2 separate regions of the Hordeum vulgare genome follow, and region 1 is linked to region 2. The links are chromatin contacts, called in public Hi-C maps. All regions are on one chromosome and are shown on one strand. The core of a region is the stretch at or near the end of the contact, and the rest is flanking DNA. Distances in the headings are between cores, read along the strand shown.

Region 1 (3,567 bases), core at 90-2,589, 100 kb before region 2:
TATAAGAGAGCACTGCACCGGTGGGTTGATGTCGTCCAGACCACGAGGGCGACATCTTGTATCCGTCTGTTGGGCGGCTCGTACAGGCAAGTACTGCACCAGCGGGTTGAGTTGAATGTGAGAGTCGTCTGGCAATTAGATACGAATGCAAGAATCGGTTGCGGCGTTGTAAGCCATCTTGACCGTGTGACGTGAAAGTTCGCCGCGTCATTATAAGTCGTCTTGGTCGCGCGGACGTGAGAGTTGACCGTGGAGTTTTAATTTGGTGTGGTCGCGCTAGACGGACGCGGCGTGGTAACATCTTTGGTTCAACTGAATTTGATTCTTGTGCTAGTCTCGATAATTTGTTTAGATGCAAGGTTGGTATAGTAATTTAGGTCACTCCTGTTGACGCAAGTTGCAATGGAGGCATCTGCTTAGATTTTCATGAGCGGTCGGACGAAGCGTATGACTCTGACCTTCATCGCGAAACTAGAGGCGAGGTAGACCAGAACTCCCCATCAGAATATATTATCCATGCTTTTTACGGCTCAACGAACGCCAGAAAATAACCCCTTGCCAGGATAGATCTGCAACGACAAAATAATATGAAATAGTAGAGAATTTCTTGATGGAATTAATTTGCAATGTAAGCATAAAATATTGAGTAAATAGCACCTGGTATCCTTGGTTGTAGATGTCGCAATTTAAATACCCAAGTGGCATGTTAGTTGTCTCCCTCTGGTTGAAGCGAAGCCACGGCGGCATAAGCGAGCAAGGCGGAGCGAGTCGGAAGTATGGATGAGGCCATCTGCAAGCATTCAGCATAGCCAAGCAGACGCGGAGCGAGGCGGCCCGAAATCGAAAGAGGAGTGCGTCAAGGCATGGGGCGGTATAGACAGCAGCACCAGGGGTGTCGCGGGTGCGCGGCCGTAGGCAGAGGCGCGTCTAGTGGACAGGCGACGAGGCACGACGAGGCGTGCGTGAAGAAAAGAGCAGCCGGAGCAGGGCGAGCCCTTGTGGTCACGGCAGGTGCGGCATCGCAGGGGGAGAGGTGGAGCACGACAGTGGCACAGGCGGGTCACGGTTGAGGTGAGGTGTGGCGAAGAGCTGGCGAGGTCACGGCGCGGCGGGCAAGGCGGGTCGAGGCAGCGGCCTCAGGTGTGGTGTGGCGGGGCACCCGACGCACCGGGGCGAGTCCGTGGTGGCGGTGAAGCTGGCTCGACGGAACCATGGCTGTGGAGATGGAACACAGCGGGGCAGGCCACCACAGCGGAGGCGCGTGCGGACGGCAGGGGCGAGGCGAAACAAATGGGTGAGTCCATGGACGACTCGGGTGGAGCCAGAGCAGCGCAGGTAGGGCGGCACAGCAACACGCGTAGGGCGCGTGACGGAGTCGTGCAGGCGCAGACACGCGAGGTGAGGCAAACAGCAGCGGAGTGGCGAGCCCGTGTCTAGGTCGCGGTCGGCTTGCGGCGAAGCCAGCTGTGGGCGCAACGGGACCGAGTCCGCCTCTGACTGTGGTCTTTCTTCCAATAGCTGCCAGTACACGATGTCGATACTGGATGTTGTTTTGCTTTCGATTTGATCTCAGGAAACAGTCGCCTAATCCTCTACGGATGCTATAGTGCTCTATAGCCATGGGTTTTGACGGTTCCACATCAAACTCAAACAGATACGCCTTGGGTGAAGTAGATAATTTCGCATGCCAGATGCACCATAGAATCGATCTTGGTCGATGGTGCAGTGGCGCTGCGTACGGCGGCTCAGCAAAAAATCCTAACCATCTTCGCGACGCGCGATATAAACAGTAAAAATAGATCCTCTATTCAGGCTTCAAAAGATCGTCGTCGCATCCGAGTGTACAGAACAGCAAACCCTAATTCATAATTGACAAGTCCCCGACTCTTCTTCATCTGAACAATCTCTAGCTCCTTGATCCCTAGAAATTTCCCTCCAAGAACACAATACCACCGTGCCATCGGCCCCATGGTGGACATCAAATGTCGTGGTTTTGTCACGGCATATGTCCTCGTGCATGGACTTAGGTTTGGAGCCATCGCTACCATGTGGCGGCTTGAGAGGGGTTGGTCGGAATCGAGAGACGCGAGTTTACCCAGATTCGGCCCCGTCAATGGAGGTAAAAGTGTGCATCCTGCTTGTGTTTCATTGATGAAGATGATGATCTTGATTAAAAGGGTGCAGACTCGCCACCTCTAATCTCGTGGGTGTCTAATCTGTCTATCTCATGATTTGTCTTGTCTAGACCTAAGTTGTCAATATGTCCCTCTTGGGGCACCTTACCCCTCCTTATATAAGTGGAAGGGGTGGGTTTACATTTAGAGTCCTACTAGGAGTAGGATTAGGACTAGTCTCTCTAGAATCCTAATCCGGGTCTTGTTTCCTTTTTGAGGGAGTCTCTCCTCTTCTTGGGCCTTCTCTTGTGAGTCGGCCCTTCTGGCCTCTCTATGAGCCGTCTTATGCCAGGGTGTACGCCGGGCCTCGGGCCTTCTTCATTTGTCTTAGCCGCCTGTGGGGTCAAGTATGAATCGCCGCCAGGTCACTGCTAAGTCGCCGGTGAGTCGCCAAGTCCTTGGCGGGTCATATTTCAATCCAGGTTACACAGTCGGGTATAGCCCCGACACCCTACACATGCACATCTAAGAGTATAGCAGCGGAAAGTAAAACATGCAAGTGTAAAGTAGAGGGTAAGGTAGGGAGATCAAACTCAAAAGGTTGACATGGCGATCTTCCACCAATGTTGTTTAAACCAAGGTTATGGAGACCTTGCTGTGATACAATTTGTGGGATCATTAGAAGAGGTGTCTAGAGGGGGTGAATAGACTACTTGCATTAATTAAAATCCTAGACTTTTCCCAATTTTAGTTGTTGGCAGATTTTAGCGATTCTAACAAGTCTATTTCACCCTACCACGCTAACAAATATGGTATTGGGAAGTACAGACTCTGCACGTGTAGTAAGGAGTAGAGTTTAGGAAGATCAAAAACAAAGAAGTTGACACGACAATTTTTGGCAAGGTTTCAATAGGTTCGCTATCGTACGTCCATGTTAGTGGAGACTTCAACCCACGGAGGGTAACGACTGCGGGAGTCCACTAAGGGCTCCACCCACAAGGGGTCCACGAATAAGCGACCTTGTCCATGCCACCACAGCTTCTGTCTACACAAGACTAGCCTCACTCACGGTTGATCTTCATGAAGTAGGCGATCTCCCTGCCCTTACAAACATCTTGGTTCAACTCCACAACATGAAGTGAGAGGCTCCCAAGCGACACCTAACCAATCTAGGAGGCACAACCCTCCAAAAGGTAATTAATGTGGTAGAACAATGAACTCCTTGCTCTTGTGCTTCAAAATATAGTCTCCTCAACACTCAATCACTCTCTCTCAGATTTGGCAGGGGTAGGAGAGATTGTTCTTGGGGAAAGCAACTGGGGACGCTATAAATTAAGGTTCAAATGGTTTGAATGGAATCTCTTGACCTCAACACAAGAGTAGGTGGCTCTCTCTCAAAAAATAGATCTGGCAACTCTGTGTGTGTTCTGAGTGCTTCCTCTGCGAGTGGGAG
Region 2 (3,927 bases), core at 787-3,286:
ACCATGGCGTGGATTCCAAAAGTGTGCAGTCAAAATAAGAATGACGTGCATACTTCTGTTGTAACAAGTGCAACAAAAGTATAGAAAGTGAATCATGAAGCAGAGAAGCAACTAAGGCGAAGGTTTACATATGCCCATAAAAATCTTTGGTTTCTACATCATTCATATTTTTCAATCATTTCACTCATGCCTTTGCAATGGAATTTATCCCCGTGTATAATTGGTTATCCTGAGTGGGTTTATTTTGATCCATGGATGCAACATAATGTCTCAGATCATGAGATGGTATTACCAAATCACTATACATTTGATTAGCTGCAAAAGAAAAAATTTCTAATTCAAATGGCCAACAAGTACTTATCGTCCTAATCATAAACATAAGTGATATATACTTATAGCCCGTAACACTACAAAATAGCCATGGAGTGTTGACATCGTGCTTAGTACAAACTCAGTGCAAGTTATTGTTTGACACGCTAGCTTCACCAAAAGATAGGGGTTGTGTTCACACCATTGTTTGGCTTGAATGATAACCTTGACCTGCAATGAAAAAGTGTTTAAAATAAAAAGGCTTTATCTCATCGAGGTGAACAATTTTTTTTTAATCACTCAATCCTAAATCGTGTGCAAATGTTACATCCAAAACTGGGTTGTAGAAAAATTAGTTTGGATCCGGAGGGCTGGGCCGGACCCTCTGCACCCGAGAGCCTCCATGGAATCGTCGGACCTTAACAGAAGGTTGGCACATTTTCATGGGGAAAATTGACTTTTGAATATATTTTACAGATTTACGAGCACTAGTGCAATCTCAAGATGACCTCCGATGGAGAAGTGTTGAACATGAAAATTATTCACCTCTTGGAGAAGAACAAGTCTGCTTTTTGCACCATCGTGATCTGACAACATATGCGCCCTGCAAAATTGGAACAAGAGGGTTACTCTATCCATTTTGCATCCCTGAGCCTTCGGGTTTAGTCCGGAGCTCACGGAAAAGGGGTTTTCCCCACTTTATATTACAAAGCAACCAACCGAGACATTCATTGATAGGTGCTAGGGCGGAAGGAGCATAGTCACACCCAAAATAATTGAAAAAGGAAATACAAAATAAACAAATGCCGAAACTGACACTTCGACAAAAACGAAGAAGCCTCGCGACCGCTGCGCCCACCAAGGATCTTCCACCAAGCTCCACGACTCCGAAGCGCCGGTACCAATCAACACATCCAAAAAGGACTGCGACGATGACGACGTTGCTACCAAGGGTTTCCCCCAATACACGACGAGGCGCGAGGAAGGGTAGACCTGACGCCCTCCAGAAAGGTTCGGCGGCACCCAAAGACGCCACCGCGTCGGTATCGGTCGGCCGACAGGAGTTTTCTTTTACATTTTCTTCTTTACCTTGGTTTTTACCTTCCTCATTCTTGGTTGTTCTTCGGGGTTGACGACAGTGATGCGGGAGTCCCTAGAGTTTCTGGCCAGTTGATGTCTTCGTGCATTCAAAGTTAGATTCGTCTTGAGCCTCTGTTATGAAAAAACAAAAAAAAAAGAGGCCCAAGAGATGACCAGGTCAGCTTAGAGCATCCCATAACTGTCGTGCACCTTGACGGCGTCCTTTCCAGACATGTGGGTATTCGGATCTTCAAAAGACCTTGTTGGCGTGTCCTGTGTATTGTGCTCCCGACAAGACTCCTCCAACAACATATCGTGTATATCGTGATCGGTGTCAGGTGTACACGATGACGCGTTCGTGTGCGAACAGTAACACTCTTGATAAGGGTAACTTAATTTTTACACGAAAATTTTGAAGCTACCGGTCGGTCGAGCCATGGTTGGCCCCTTATTCGTTGGTGTCTTCGTGGCGGGCGACAAGTTGGGCCATCCATTGCACCATCGGACGGCCCGAGACCCGTGTCGGCAACCACTTCAGTTAATCTCAGGCTTCACACAAATGGACTGGGCTGCATCCACGACCACGATCGACCCCCTTACCCCCACGGAGGACGAAAACAAAACAAAACAAAACAAACACGAGCAGGAGCAGTGGTGCAGACCGAAGGACAGCGCTCGATCGGGGACGCGGGGGGTGCCACCGCATTTACCAGCCACATGCACGCATTCATTGCCATCCCGATTCAACACCCGGCTCCCTAATGGCATCGCCCGGTACTAGGACTACAAGAGCCGCAGCGGCAGCCGTCGCTCCTCCTCCACAGGGACAGGGGTCGTAGTAGCGGTAGATAGGACAAGAAGTCGGAGATCGAGAAGGAGTAGGATCCAACAGGCATGGAGATGGGCAGGAGTTGGCAAGAGCTCGGCGTCGTCGACACCATCTACGAGGACGACCAAGAGGAGGAAGACGAGGAGGAGGAGGAGGAGGAAACGGAGGACTGCTTCAACTCGCCCACCATGTCCTCCTCGGCGCCCACGTCGGCGTCGTGCTCGCCCGCGGCTCCGTCCGCCTCCTCCCTCCCGCCGGCGCTCAGGAACGCGGTGCAAGGATGGTATGTGTGTCAGTCAATGTCACAGTTCAGTTCGTTGTGATCTGTCCTTGAATCCTAGGACGTACGCGGTGTTTAGAATTCGGCATCATCTGACTGACTGGAGATCGGTTTCTTGCCTCCGTGTTTCAATTAGGTCGCGGGAGAATGGATTGCGCAAGCCGGACGTGATCGTGCGTGTCCAAGAACACTGCTTCCATCTGCACAGGGTAAGACATACCAACATTGGCCTGTCCATTTCCTTCTTTTCTTGAACGATCCAACACTTCAGAGAGAAATTCACCACCCCAGTTAAAAATCGACGGCAGTGATGATGAATTACTTCTTTCTTCTTCGAAACTGCCATATTAGTCGATTTTTACCACATGCCAAGCGTTTCCTTGGGATCTCCTATGGCATCTAGACCTGAGCAAAACGGAACCGACTTCTCCTAGTCTCCTGCACTAGTAACTCCTGCCAATTTTCTTTTAACCAATAGGGAAAAATAATGTATAGACCGTGCTGCAGCTGCATGTTTTCCGTTAGTAGGAATTTTTTTAATTTATGGCAAATCAATACGAACCCTGCTGGATACGTGCGCAGCGCAGAGATGATAGCGCAGTCCACGCCCACGTCGTCAGACGTTTCTTGTGACGGTCTAAGGAACGAGGAGTAACTGACAAAATAGTTACCGCGTACTCCTGGCAGTGCCCATAGCAGGTTCACCATGGGACTTTCAAAAAGATAACAATGCGGGATTGCGGGTAACTTGGCTCTTAGTTTCAACCTTGCACTGAGAATTCTTTGGGCGTACCCTTCTCCCTGTTAGGTGTCGGCCAATACTATCACTGTAGCACCACACTGAACAATGGGATCCACATAAGATGCTCATTTGGATTATGGGATTCTTCCCCGAATTCGCGTAAAATTCCTGCAGGAAACAGTTCAGTAACCTCTGGATTAGCTTAAATTTTCGTCATGGCAAAAAGTGCCCCAAGTAGACAAATGCCAGAGCCTCTGCCCCCACGATCAACAGCTACCAATGGCGTTCTAACAGGCAATAATTGATGGACGATTCTGTACCACATTTACTCCATTGCCTTGATTAGCGCACTGGCATGCGTGCAGCAGGAGCGATCGTAAACTTCCAGTAACCTCTGTCGCAGGAGTTACTGGCGCCTTCAGAAAAGTTTACTGCCTGCCATCCTGGCTTTACATGCACATTGACCGTAGCATATTTGTTCCTGCTCCTGCATCATCTCTTTCACCTGCTGTGCTCTGTGTTGGTTTTAACTGAACTTTGACATGGTAAGGAGTGTTGCAATAAGAGGTCGAGGAGATCTCACGTAAAAATGGTGAATACGTGTAGCGATTAGGCTTTTGGCCCCTCCAGTACACATGAATGTATGATCCAACACATGGGTTGGGGCAGCTCGCGTATTGAATTCGA

What was found. Hi-C and Micro-C count contacts between places; a contact is called where the count stands out from the background.
Region 1: a Hi-C map of leaf shows a contact between it and region 2, with 4 times the contacts expected there. The contact joins the enhancer-like site here to the promoter of LOC123429772 in region 2. A contact is called at or near these places in 2 of 6 Hi-C or Micro-C datasets (leaf and seedling).

Annotation. Positions count from the first base shown.
Region 1 is chr2H:126,331,148-126,334,714 of MorexV3_pseudomolecules_assembly, reverse strand. No RefSeq gene overlaps it. Among protein-coding and RNA genes, the nearest start is that of LOC123429772, 100 kb to the right of the region's middle. Within about 2 kb of position 1,339, at least 3 of the 3 cell types and tissues checked have open chromatin away from gene starts, as enhancers often do. A contact at or near this core is called in leaf and seedling, where this site is marked.
Region 2 is chr2H:126,229,415-126,233,341 of MorexV3_pseudomolecules_assembly, reverse strand. LOC123429772 (BTB/POZ domain-containing protein At3g49900) reads left to right here and starts at 2,036. Exons shown (of 4, transcript XM_045113770.1): 1 at 2,036-2,501; 2 at 2,635-2,707. The coding sequence starts at 2,284.